Regions from separate parts of the Ovis aries genome. Here region 1 is linked to region 2. The links are chromatin contacts, called in public Hi-C maps. All regions are on one chromosome and are shown on one strand. Each heading gives the region's core, a stretch centred on a gene start, on an enhancer-like site or on the middle of the called end of the contact. The rest is flanking DNA. Distances are from core to core; before and after follow the strand shown.

Region 1 (5,026 bases), core at 2,182-4,681, 190 kb after region 2:
ATCAATAAGGTCATAAGCATTTAAGTTAAAAAATTCCATTAGGTGTGGCCCAGTATTTTCCCAGGTCGTCTGACCAGTCTGTACTGAACCAATCATTATAAGGAAACCAATATATTGGCATTTTACATAGCACTCACTGAAGATATCTGCACATACGATGTGAGTGGTGGGTCATCATGACACTTTATAGGACTGAGAAAGGAATGGTATCTTCTAGTTACATGGCTAGTGCCAGAAGAAAAATTGGGTTTTATGGCTGAGCGGGTATTTCTGCCACAGGGTAGGTCTGGTTGATGCATAATGATGCGCAGTGCATACTGGAGGGGAGGGAGGAGGCCAACACAAGCAGATAAAGTTTCGTTTCAATGTTTCTTGTCTTAAAATGTAATTTTTGGGGCAGTGCTACATGGGCATGTGGGGATCTTAAGTCCCCGACTAGGGACCAAACCAGCACCCCTGCAGTGGAAGCATGGAGTCTTAATTACTGGACCACCAGGAAGTCCCAGAATATAAAATTTTTAAAGTTTCATCAAGATCTTTGTCTACTGACATGCTTGGTGGTGCAGTGGATATATGCGCCTGCCAGTATGGGGGACACGGGTTCGATCCTTGGTCTGGGAGAATTCCACATGCCTCGGAGCAATTAAGCCTGTGTACTACAACTACTGAGCCCATGAGCTCTCAGGCCCATGAGCCACATCCACTGAGCCTGAGTTTTTAGAATATGCTTAGAGAAGGGGATGGAGAATGGCTGTATGGAGATGAGTGGAAAATAAAAATAATGGTCATGGCTAATAAAAATACAATAGATATAATAATAAAAAAGATCCTAATTATGTATTTGAACTTAAATTCAAATATATTTCAGTTCAGTCACTCAGTCGTGTCCGACCCTTTGCAACCCCATGAACCGCAGCATGCCAGGCTTCCCTGTCCATCACCATCTCCCGGAGTTCACTCAAACTCATGTCCATCAAGTCGGTGATGCCATCCAGGTATCTCATCCTCTGTCGTCCCCTTTTCCTTCTGCCCCCAATCCCTCCCAGCATCAGAGTCTTTTCCAATGAGTCAACTCTTCGCATGAGGTGGCCAAAGTACTGGAGTTTCAGCTTTAGCACCTTTCCTTCCAAAGAACACCCAGGGCTGATCTCCTTCAGAATGGACTGGTTGGATCTCCTTGCAGTCCAAGGGACTCTCAAAAGTCTTCTCCAACACCACAGTTCAAAAGCATCAGTTCTTCGGTGCTCAGCTTTCTTCACAGTCCAACTCTCACATCCACACATGACCACAGGAAAAACCAGAGCCTTGACTAGACGGACCTTTGTTGGCAAAGTAATGTCTCTGCTTTTCAATATGCTATCTAGGTTGGTCATAACTTTTCTTTCAAGGAGTAAGCATCTTTTAATTTCATGGCTGCAGTCACCGTTTGCAGTGATCTTGGAGCCCCCCAAAAATAAAGTCTGACACTGTTTCCACTGTTTCCCCATCTATCTGCCATGAAGTGATGGGACCAGATGCCATGATCTTAATTTTCTGAATGTTGAGCTTTAAGCCAACTTTTTCACTCTCCTCTTTCACTTTCATCAAGAGGCTTTTTAGTTTCTCTTCCCTTTCTGCCATAAGGGTGGTGTCATCTGCATATCTGAGGTTATTGATATTTCTCCCGGCAATCTTGATTCCAGCTTGTGCTTCTTCCAGCCCAATAGCAAAAAACCACTTCATGGGCATATTAAAAGCTAACCTGTGGGCTTACCTGGTGATATAGTGGTTAAGAAACTGCCTGATGATGCAAGGGCCACGGGGGTTTGATCCCTGGTCTTGGAAGATTCCACATGCTGAGGAGTAACTAAGCCCTTGCATGACAACTACTGAGCCTGTGTGCCTAGAGCCTGTGCTCCTCAACAAGAGAAGCGGCTGCAATGAGAAGCCTAAACACTGCAACGAAGAGTAGACCCTGCTCGCCTCAACTAGAGAAAGCCTGAATGCAGCAACGAAGACCCACCACAGCCAAAAAATAAAATAAGCTTAAAAAATAAAAAAGCTAACCTGCTCCCTATCAGAACTTGTGTGCATGTCTATTCATCTTCCACCAACTTGACATGATTCCTAATCTAAAATTATTTTATTTTATTGTATTGACGGATAACTGACATGTAATAATAGTTTCAGGTGTACATAACTCATTATTTGTATATTTGATGAAGTGATCACCACAATAAATCTAGTTAACATCCAGAACTTTACTCTGAACAATGAAACCAGTGTTAAGATGGAGAAAGAAATCCTTTTTAGCCCAGCTTGAGCCCAGGAAGTGCAGGCGTTCCCAACCCCCTGGGCCATGGACCAGTACCGGCAGGTGCCCTGTTAAGAACTAGGCCACACAGCAGGAGGTGAGCAGCGGGCGAGCAAGTGGAGCTTCATCTATATTTACTGCCACTCCCTATTGCTCGCATTACTGCTTGAGCGCAAGAAAACAAGCTCAGGGCTCCCACTGATTCTGCATTATAGTAAGCTATGTAATTACTTCATTATACATCACAATGTCATAATAATGAAGCGCACAATAAATGTAATGTGCTTGAATCATCCCGAAACCACACCCACTCCCCAACCCCCATTTGTGGAAAAACTATCTTCCACAAAACCAGTCCCTGGTTCCAAAAAGGTTGGCGACTGCTGATGAAGCGGAACGGTCATTTCCATTTGTTACGTTCTAGTGCCACCACATGACCCTTTTGTTCCTTGCACATTTATGCCCAAGAATAACAATCACAGGCTCTACTTGTGAGCTCAGCCTTATAATTACAGTTTTCTTAAGGATTAATCACATAGATGCTAAAGAAATACAAACGTAAATACCGAGACACTATTTTCACTGATCAAATTAGCAAAAAGTTTTAAAAAGAAAAACTGCCCACCTTTTGGGAGGATGCAGTAAAGGAGACATCTGTTTCTGGTAGGAATAAGGTTTCGTGAAGACCTTTGGAAATCACAGTAGGTGATGGAACCAGGGGGGTCAAACCCAGACTTGTTATTTATCCAAAACCCATGTTTTTAATCGTATTACGTTGACTTTCCTATACAGAAACATTTTTCTCAACAAGCCAAACAAAGGCAAATGAATTCTAGTATTATCAGCTCCAGTTTATTCACAAGTAGAACCAAAAGAAGTGTGATTAACATTTCTGTGTGCTGGGTGGAAGGTTTGCAGCTTCACGCAGCCCTTCCAGCCAGCTTCCTTCCTGTCCTGCCAGGGGCTTACAGCCTGCAGCCTTCATCTCTCAGGCTCCTTGCCAGATGGCTTCTGTTTAGCTCTGTCATTTCTTGGCACAGGCACGGGAATTAGAAGGTTGCTGAAAGCAAAATGCTGCTGTTTTTTTTTGCCTACTGGAGGGGGGGCTTGGCAGTGCAGCACTAGCGGAGGATAACCAAGGGCTGCAGGGGCAGCAGTGCCAGGGGGAGGAGGCTCAGTCTCTGGAACAGCAGCATCCCCGGCTCAGAGCCAAAGCAGCTTCTTCTCTTTTTTTTCCCACTTTATGTGCTGCTGCAGAATCTTAGTTCCCAGACCAAGGATGGAAGCCGAGCCCCCTGCATGGGAAGCACTGAGTCTTCACCACTGGACCGCCAGGGAAGTCCCCAAAGGCAGGTTCTGATGTTAGGCTAATAGCCCCTTCCCTTTGGCTTCTCCAGTGCCCCTTCTTCATCTCCCTTTTGCCTTTCAGTCCTCTTGACACCTTTGTAATCAGTTCCTGACACTCAATCCTTCTCCGCTTCAACTATCTAGAGTGGTTTCTGTACATCTGGCTGGCCACTGATGGATACACACGGCAGCAAAGATTATAGACATATTTACTCGAATGACTATCAGTTAAAAAGACTGATATTCTGGGACTTCTCTGACGGTCCAGTGGTTAAGACTTCAGCTTCGAATGCAGGTGACATAGGTTTGATCCCTGGTCGGGGAGCTAAGATCCCACAGGCCTTGTGGCCAAGAAACCAAAACATAAAACAGAAACGATATTGTGACAAATTCAATAAAGACTTAAAAAAAAAAAAGAAACTGATATTCTTATTTACATAGGTGGAAGAGAAGGATGTAAGCAGTTGCTTTACTTATTGGGAGAACAAAATACTTTTCTTCATATAGAGTACAAAAAAACAGAGTCTCTACAAGTTATGCACGTAACTGGCAAGGAAAAGATTTATTAATTTGGGACATGAGTTGTTTATCAGGCAGTTCTGCTGTTATTAAGCATCTTAGTTATTACTTCTTGGGGAATATTTGACAATAGCTATTGCACACAGATTGCACAATTTAAAAACTGTAATAAATAGTGTCAGTTATTAACAGATTCCAAACTTCTTGTTCTTCTTGAAAAAACTTTGATCTATTAGGATCCATTAAACATCTAAATGGGAAGAAACACAAGCATTTTTATGAGTGTCAGTGTTTTAAACAGAAAATTGTTTGACAAACTACAGAAAAGGCTTAACTATATTGCTAAAAATCTATGTATGAGGTTATTTTGCATTTTAGACAACTATGATCAGAGAAAAACAGATACATTCTAAGGGCCACAAACTTGCCTCCTGAATCAATACTCTCCCTTTTTGAAAAAAGTAATCTTACGCCATTGATCACAATAGACTGGAAATGAACAAAGGAAGTTACTAATGGATGTTAACAAAATGTAGGCTAAATATTTTAATATGCTTGATCTGGACCAATGGAAGAAAAAACCACAATAACCTAATTATGTTTACTAAAACTACCAAAACAAGATCAAAATGAAAAATTTTACCTTATACTTAAGTTCAGAACAAGACTAAAAATGATTTATGTGCGGTTTTTATACACAAAAGCATTTGGGAGAATGCACATGAACATGTTAACAGTGATCTTATCTCTGGTTCCTGAGATTTCAAGTGTTCAGTTTTTTTGTTATTATTATTGTTTTCTCCGGCAGATTTTTGTTTTTCTATACTGGACATATATGTCTTAGCTAATTAAAGAAAAAGAAATAAA
Region 2 (5,522 bases), core at 3,007-5,506:
TTTTCAAGAGAACAACTGTACAGGTCGACTTACTGCCCTGCCAATCAGGTGGGCCTGCCACATCTGAACCTCGAGAGTGGTGCCACCACCCCGTACCTCTGCCGTCCGCCCCACCGTTGGGGGTGCCCGCCTCCTACCAGGGGTGCAGCCAAACGCATGAGCTCGGTCGGCGTTGATGGGGGGAAGGGGCCGCCAAGCTGGCCTCGCCGTCTCTCCAGGGCCACATCTGAGCTGTGGCTGTAAAGCTGTAAGATCCTTTTTAATAAATAGAAAATTGTTAATAACTGCCCGCCCTTCATTTGCCTGGGGAGCCTTGTGCTGTGTCTGGTTCTGGCGTCTCAGCAGTCAGCATTCCCACAGCGAAGTGGACCGGTAAGGTGGTTGAAGTTAAGACACAGAAGGCCATGGAGGTGGCTGAGGTGTCCGCCTGGCCCAGGAGCCCCAGCCCTCACAGCAGCATTGTTTTTTAATCAGCCTCTCAAGGTATGTCAAGAGGATAGCACGTTCCCTCCTCCATCAGAAGGTGCCTTTGGGGTCTGGGCTGCCCTGCCAGCGCCTCAGAGCAGGGCACTCAGGGTGCCCTCTGGGTTCAGGCCAGCCGCTGGGAGCTCTGGTGAGGACGTTGTCTGCTGATTTCAGGTAGACTAGAGCTCCAGAGGCTCACCCACAGGTGTTCGGAGGGGGCCCGTGGCAGCATCGTGCGCTGCTGGAGGGTGGCAGGGGGAACCTCGGGCTGTGGCCCCAGGCTGAGCTGCGCCGCGGCCTCTGTGCCCCTGGGAGGAGCTCAGGCGTGCGAGCGCTGGAGCCACCACACGGAAGCTTCCCTATCGCTGTCTGCATGAAACAGACGGCGTTCCCTTCATGGTGCTGAGGGTGTCGAGGAAACGCGGTGGTTTTCCTGTGAGAGGGCGGCTTCTGCTGAGAAAGCAACTTGCTTTTGTTTACAAGAATGTCTGATGGCTTTCTCTTTGCCCGGTGGTTGCTAGGAAGCTTACAGGCAGATCTGTAGTCTACCCTCAGCGGGCTGGACAGTGCACTTCGCTCCTCCTCGCAGCCCCATCTGATCTCTCCCCCTCTGGGCCAGGGCCCAGCCCCAGCCAGAGTGGGAGGTGGTGTGCTCACTGGTGGGGGCTCCACGGAAAGGTGTATCCGCTGGGGTCCTGAGTGTAGTCAGCACGCACGCTTCTGCACTGGTTTAGATTTGGTGCGAGAACCGGTGCGTCGGTCTGTTGGCTGAAACCATCTCCCTAGCAGACGGTCAGACGCTGTTCCCTCCCTGTGCCCTTCCAGCTCGCCGGAGCCCTTTCTCACCTGACCTCACCTGCCCCTCGCACCTTGTGGTCAGGAAACCACAGCCCCGGAGCAGGGTGCTTGCAGGAGGCCACGGGGCACAAGCCACCCACCCAAGGTGACCTGCTTCTCCCCCGACCTGCATCGTCCTTGGGTTCCCCAAGTGCTGGCGGCCAGTGGGGAGGCCATGGTTTCTGAGACAGCTGGCCAAGGCTGTGCCCAAGGTGCTGCTGGGGAAGGTGGGTGCAGCCCACTGCACTCTGCGGAACCTCGACACCCAGTGAGTTCCCCAGTTTAAAGACTCCATGTCGCCACTACAGTCAGCTGCAGCCAGGAGTCAGGCTCACCACCATGCTCAGACGTGCAGCATTCAGGTGAAAGTCTCAACTGCCAGGAATCGGCCTCACCCCTCCCTTTCTGAAAGGGGTACAGCTTCCCACAGGGCTGGGTGGGGGCCTCTGGCTGGGAACAGAGGCCTCTTAGGGAAAAGCCCTAAGACTCAGCAAACAGGTGCCCCAGAGTCACAGCCCTCCCCTTGGGAAACGAGTTGGACACCTCTTGGCAGAAAAAGCACCAGCAAGGCTTTCTGTAGCCCCGAGTGCTCCACTGCACAGACTCAGTGGGCCCCTTCCCTCCCGAGTGTCCTGGCCACAGAGAGATGAAGCACCAGACGCGGCCCCTCACGGGGGCCAAGGGTGACAACAGTCAGTGCGTTTTATTGCCAGTAGGACCCTTCAACACAAGGAAATAACTACACGCAGAGCAAACCGAGCTGCTCCTGGTGCTCCTCTCAGACCTGGGGTCTCCCCCTTTCCCAGGAGGAGGGGGGTGGCAGGGGAGCACACTCATCCAAACGCTCCCCTTCCTGGGGAGCAGGAGGTACTTTTGATCCAGAGTGGGCAGGTGGCTCCTGGCTTCTGGGCCTTGTGTGGCTGAGCTGGGGAGGCCTCCAGGAAGGCTGGAAGCCTCCCAGGGGTGGGCGCGCCAAAGGGAGGAAGGCGGTGGGCAAGGGGAGAAGGCTCCCGGGCAGGGCCGGCAGATCGGGGGAGTGAACAACAGGAAGGAGGAGGGTCACTGCACAGTCCGGGAGGATGGCAGCACCTGTGGCCAGTGGGTGCGGGGCCCGCCTCTCCCAGGTAAAGGTCACCTCCCTGTGCTGGGCACGCCCCATCACTGACGCCCTAGGGCGAGGCCCAGGGAGAAAGGGGTGATACCCAATCCTGCTTTGCCTGGGGCCATACTAGTCCTGTCTCCCGGGAGCCCACACCCCAAGAGGGCTACAAACAAGTGACCTCTCACCCATCCCCAGCAGCCAGCACGGACTGTGTGCCATTCATCTCTAACCTCAGACCGCAGGTCCAGAGGGCAGGGAGCCGCCCTGCCTTCCAGCGTGCTGAACACAAACTCAACAAAAGGTCTAGCTCAGAATATTCGAAACGCTCTGTGTATTTCCCGAGGAGCTGTGGCTCAGGCTGCTGGGGCCTGGCTTCTCTCAGCAGTCCCTGTTGCAGATAAACAGGCTCTCATCCAGGAGGACAGCCTCGGTCAGTCCTGGGCACGTGGTCAGCCCTCAGCGAGGGCTGGGGGCCAAGGGCTTGGGCACCTGGGGGGCAGCCGGGCCTCTCAGAGGCACCTCAGCCATGAGGCCCAGGTCTCCCGTCAGCCTCCCCGCCAGACCCCTTGGAGGGGGCTTAGTTCACGACTTGAGCTGTGTAGCTGGCATCCTTCTTGTCGAGCTGCAAGAGTCAAAGGTGAGGGGGCTCAATGGCCACCGCCAGGAGTGCAGGACACACCCTGGGTCAGGGCCCCCCTGCACCTCCCGCGGGAAGAGCCCTGGGCCCCTGCCTTGCTCCCCGGAGTGCCGGGCAGCGTGTCTGCTCCCACCCAGTGGTGTCTGACTGACCCCAAGGGCCAGTGCCCCACGGACCCGGGAGCAGATGCCAGGACAGCACCCCAGGGCCCCTCCCATCACCCCCCACCGGCCGGGCACCTGGTGGTCCTGCCTTGGCGCCACGCTGGGCTTCTGGGCCAAGGGCGGCTTCTTGGTCCCGCTGCGGGGGGCGGCGCTGGGCTGGCTGGGCTCCTCCTCGCCCGGTGCCCCTGTGGCCCCAGCCAGCAGGTAGTGCTGCCTCCGCAGCTCCCCGAGCCGCACACGCTCCACCTCCAGTGTCTTCTCCAGCTCCAGGGCCCGCACCTGCAGCCCCGCACAGCAGCTCAGCAGGCTGGGCCCTGCCCCAGGGAGAGGGGACGGGGCGGGGGCAGAGGCGGGAGGGCAGCTACCTGGGTCTCCATCTCTTGCTTCTTCAGCTTGATGAGGGAGAGGCCGGAGAAGTCCATGGTGTCTGAGGGCAGAGCGGGGTGGGTCAGCATCTGCGTGCCTTCCCCACCCCCACCCCACCCCACGAGGACCCCAGCGCCCACCTCTGTCCTCGACCTGCTCCTGGCCCGACTTGGTGGAGGCCACCACGTTGGCGGCCATCTCATTGACGCGGCGCGAGCACTCCTGCAGGCGACTCAGGTGGGGGCTGTGCTTGTCGGCCTTCACCTGGGGGGCGTGGGGGGCTCAGGGATGGCTCAGGGATGGGCCCACCGTGTGCACCACCACCCCGCGGTCAGTCTCCAGGGGAGCCTCACCTTGGAGGCCGCCACCAGCTGGGCTGTGCTGGCTGCGATCTCGTGAGAGCAGACGATGAGCTCCTCGTACTTGCCCGTGTGCAGCACCACTTTGTCCGCCGACTCCCTGGGGGCAGAGGCCGGGGGGAGGGATATGGCCTGGGTCTCCGACCCCCTGGACAGCCAGGCACCCCCACGCCCCCTCCCCAAACCCTGAGCACCCCCACCTTGCCCCCTCCACCCCACCCCCAGACCTGGGGCAACATACACCAATTGGGTGGCTCCCCAGCCCACAGCCTTGGAGGCAGAGATCAGGCCTTCCGTCCACCTTGAATTCTTGGCATAAAATTCCTGCTGCGTGGCTGCCCCCTAGTGGTGACAGGAGGACAGGGCGGACCAGTCAAGGATGTCACCAGGGGGACACCAGATCCCCAGGGGTGAGCCCTTCTCCCGTCACCCAGCCACAGGGGCGCACCCCTGGGCTGTGGTTCCTAGGCACGCTGCAGGCCCTGGGGGAGGACCAGCTGCCGCCACTCTGCACACTGCAGGGGTCTCACGCCCAAAAGGAGCCCTGGGGGGAATCTTAAACCACGGGGTGATTTGGGACAAAGAGGGCTCTGGAGTCAGGCCCCTTGCAGGAATCTGTCCTCGATGGCTGAGCTGTGCAGCCTGCCCACTAAGGAAGGGGCCCCACCTGGCTCAGCCAGGGATGCCCCATCCCACCAGCAGCCCAGCTCACCCTGCCACTCTCCACGATCTCCTTCTGCAGGCTGGTGGATGTTGTCACCAGGAGCCGGATGGCCTGCCAAGATCAAGACACAAGTCACCCTTGGGCGGCCCTGCCAGGTACAGAGCCCGCCCAGCCTGGGTCTCAGCCAGCCACTCACCTTCATCAAATCCGTGCAGGAGTTGAGGATCCTGGGAGGAGCAGGAGGGACGGGGAACGAGGGAAAAGGGTCTGCACTATGGCCCTGGAAGCCACGGGGAGCCAGGGAGCTCGGCCTGGCCTTGTGGGCACACAGCAGGTGGGGCCACAGGGCAGGGTGTGCAGTCAGAGGGGCATAACCCACCTCCCCAGATCCGGGAAAACTGAGGAACCCGTCCCGGGGAGACTGGGAGGCACAAGTGGGGCTCACCTCTCATTCACCTCCAGCTTCACCCCAGAGCTGGCATGGCGGGCCTGGTTCATCATGTCCTACACCCAACAATAAGATCTTTGAGTGGGCTGGGAGGAGGGCAGCATGCGACGAAGGGGGACACCGGCGCTGGCCAGCCCCTACCACCCCACCAGCCACAGAGCCTCGGCGGGAGAGCCAGGCCCCAGCCGCCCCTCACCTCTGACCTGCAGAGGCTGGCGGGCCCTCCCGCAGAGGGAGGCGCACCCGGGGCTCCTGCCCCTGCCCCCGCCCCTGGTCCTCACCTCGATCCTCCGCACCGCATCCTCAATGGCCGCGGATGTGGCCGCCATCTCCTTGTCCACCATAGCCCCGAGCTCCTCCTGACGCACGTCCAGGCTCTTGGGCTTCAGCTCCTGGGGGACGAGGCATCCGGGAGTCAGGCAGAGTGGATGGATTCTGCCCCGGCTGCCCTACAGAGCCTGGGGGCCAGCCTGGGGCAGT

The links. Hi-C and Micro-C count contacts between places; a contact is called where the count stands out from the background.
Region 1: a Hi-C map of hypothalamus shows a contact between it and region 2, with 6 times the contacts expected there. The contact joins two enhancer-like sites. A contact is called at or near these places in 4 of 16 Hi-C or Micro-C datasets (hypothalamus, muscle and tail adipose tissue).

What each region holds. Positions count from the first base shown.
Region 1 is chr17:52,887,935-52,892,960 of ARS-UI_Ramb_v3.0, forward strand. It overlaps KNTC1 (kinetochore associated 1), which reads right to left. Exons shown (of 61, transcript XM_060401137.1): 61 at 4,178-5,026. Among named protein-coding and RNA genes, the nearest start is that of HCAR2, 53 kb to the left of the region's middle. Within about 2 kb of position 3,432, at least 19 of the 54 cell types and tissues checked have an H3K27ac peak or open chromatin away from gene starts, as enhancers often do. A contact at or near this core is called in hypothalamus, where this site is marked.
Region 2 is chr17:52,701,390-52,706,911 of ARS-UI_Ramb_v3.0, forward strand. It overlaps HIP1R (huntingtin interacting protein 1 related), which reads right to left. Exons shown (of 32, transcript XM_027956451.2): 23 at 5,324-5,434; 24 at 5,040-5,098; 25 at 4,791-4,821; 26 at 4,643-4,705; 27 at 4,172-4,272; 28 at 3,925-4,030; 29 at 3,712-3,835; 30 at 3,571-3,632; 31 at 3,281-3,484; 32 at 1,987-3,026. The coding sequence ends at 2,982. VPS37B (VPS37B subunit of ESCRT-I) reads left to right here. Exons shown (of 4, transcript XM_027956452.2): 4 at 1-284. Among named protein-coding and RNA genes, the nearest start is that of HIP1R, 26 kb to the right of the region's middle. Within about 2 kb of position 4,257, at least 16 of the 54 cell types and tissues checked have an H3K27ac peak or open chromatin away from gene starts, as enhancers often do. A contact at or near this core is called in hypothalamus, where this site is marked.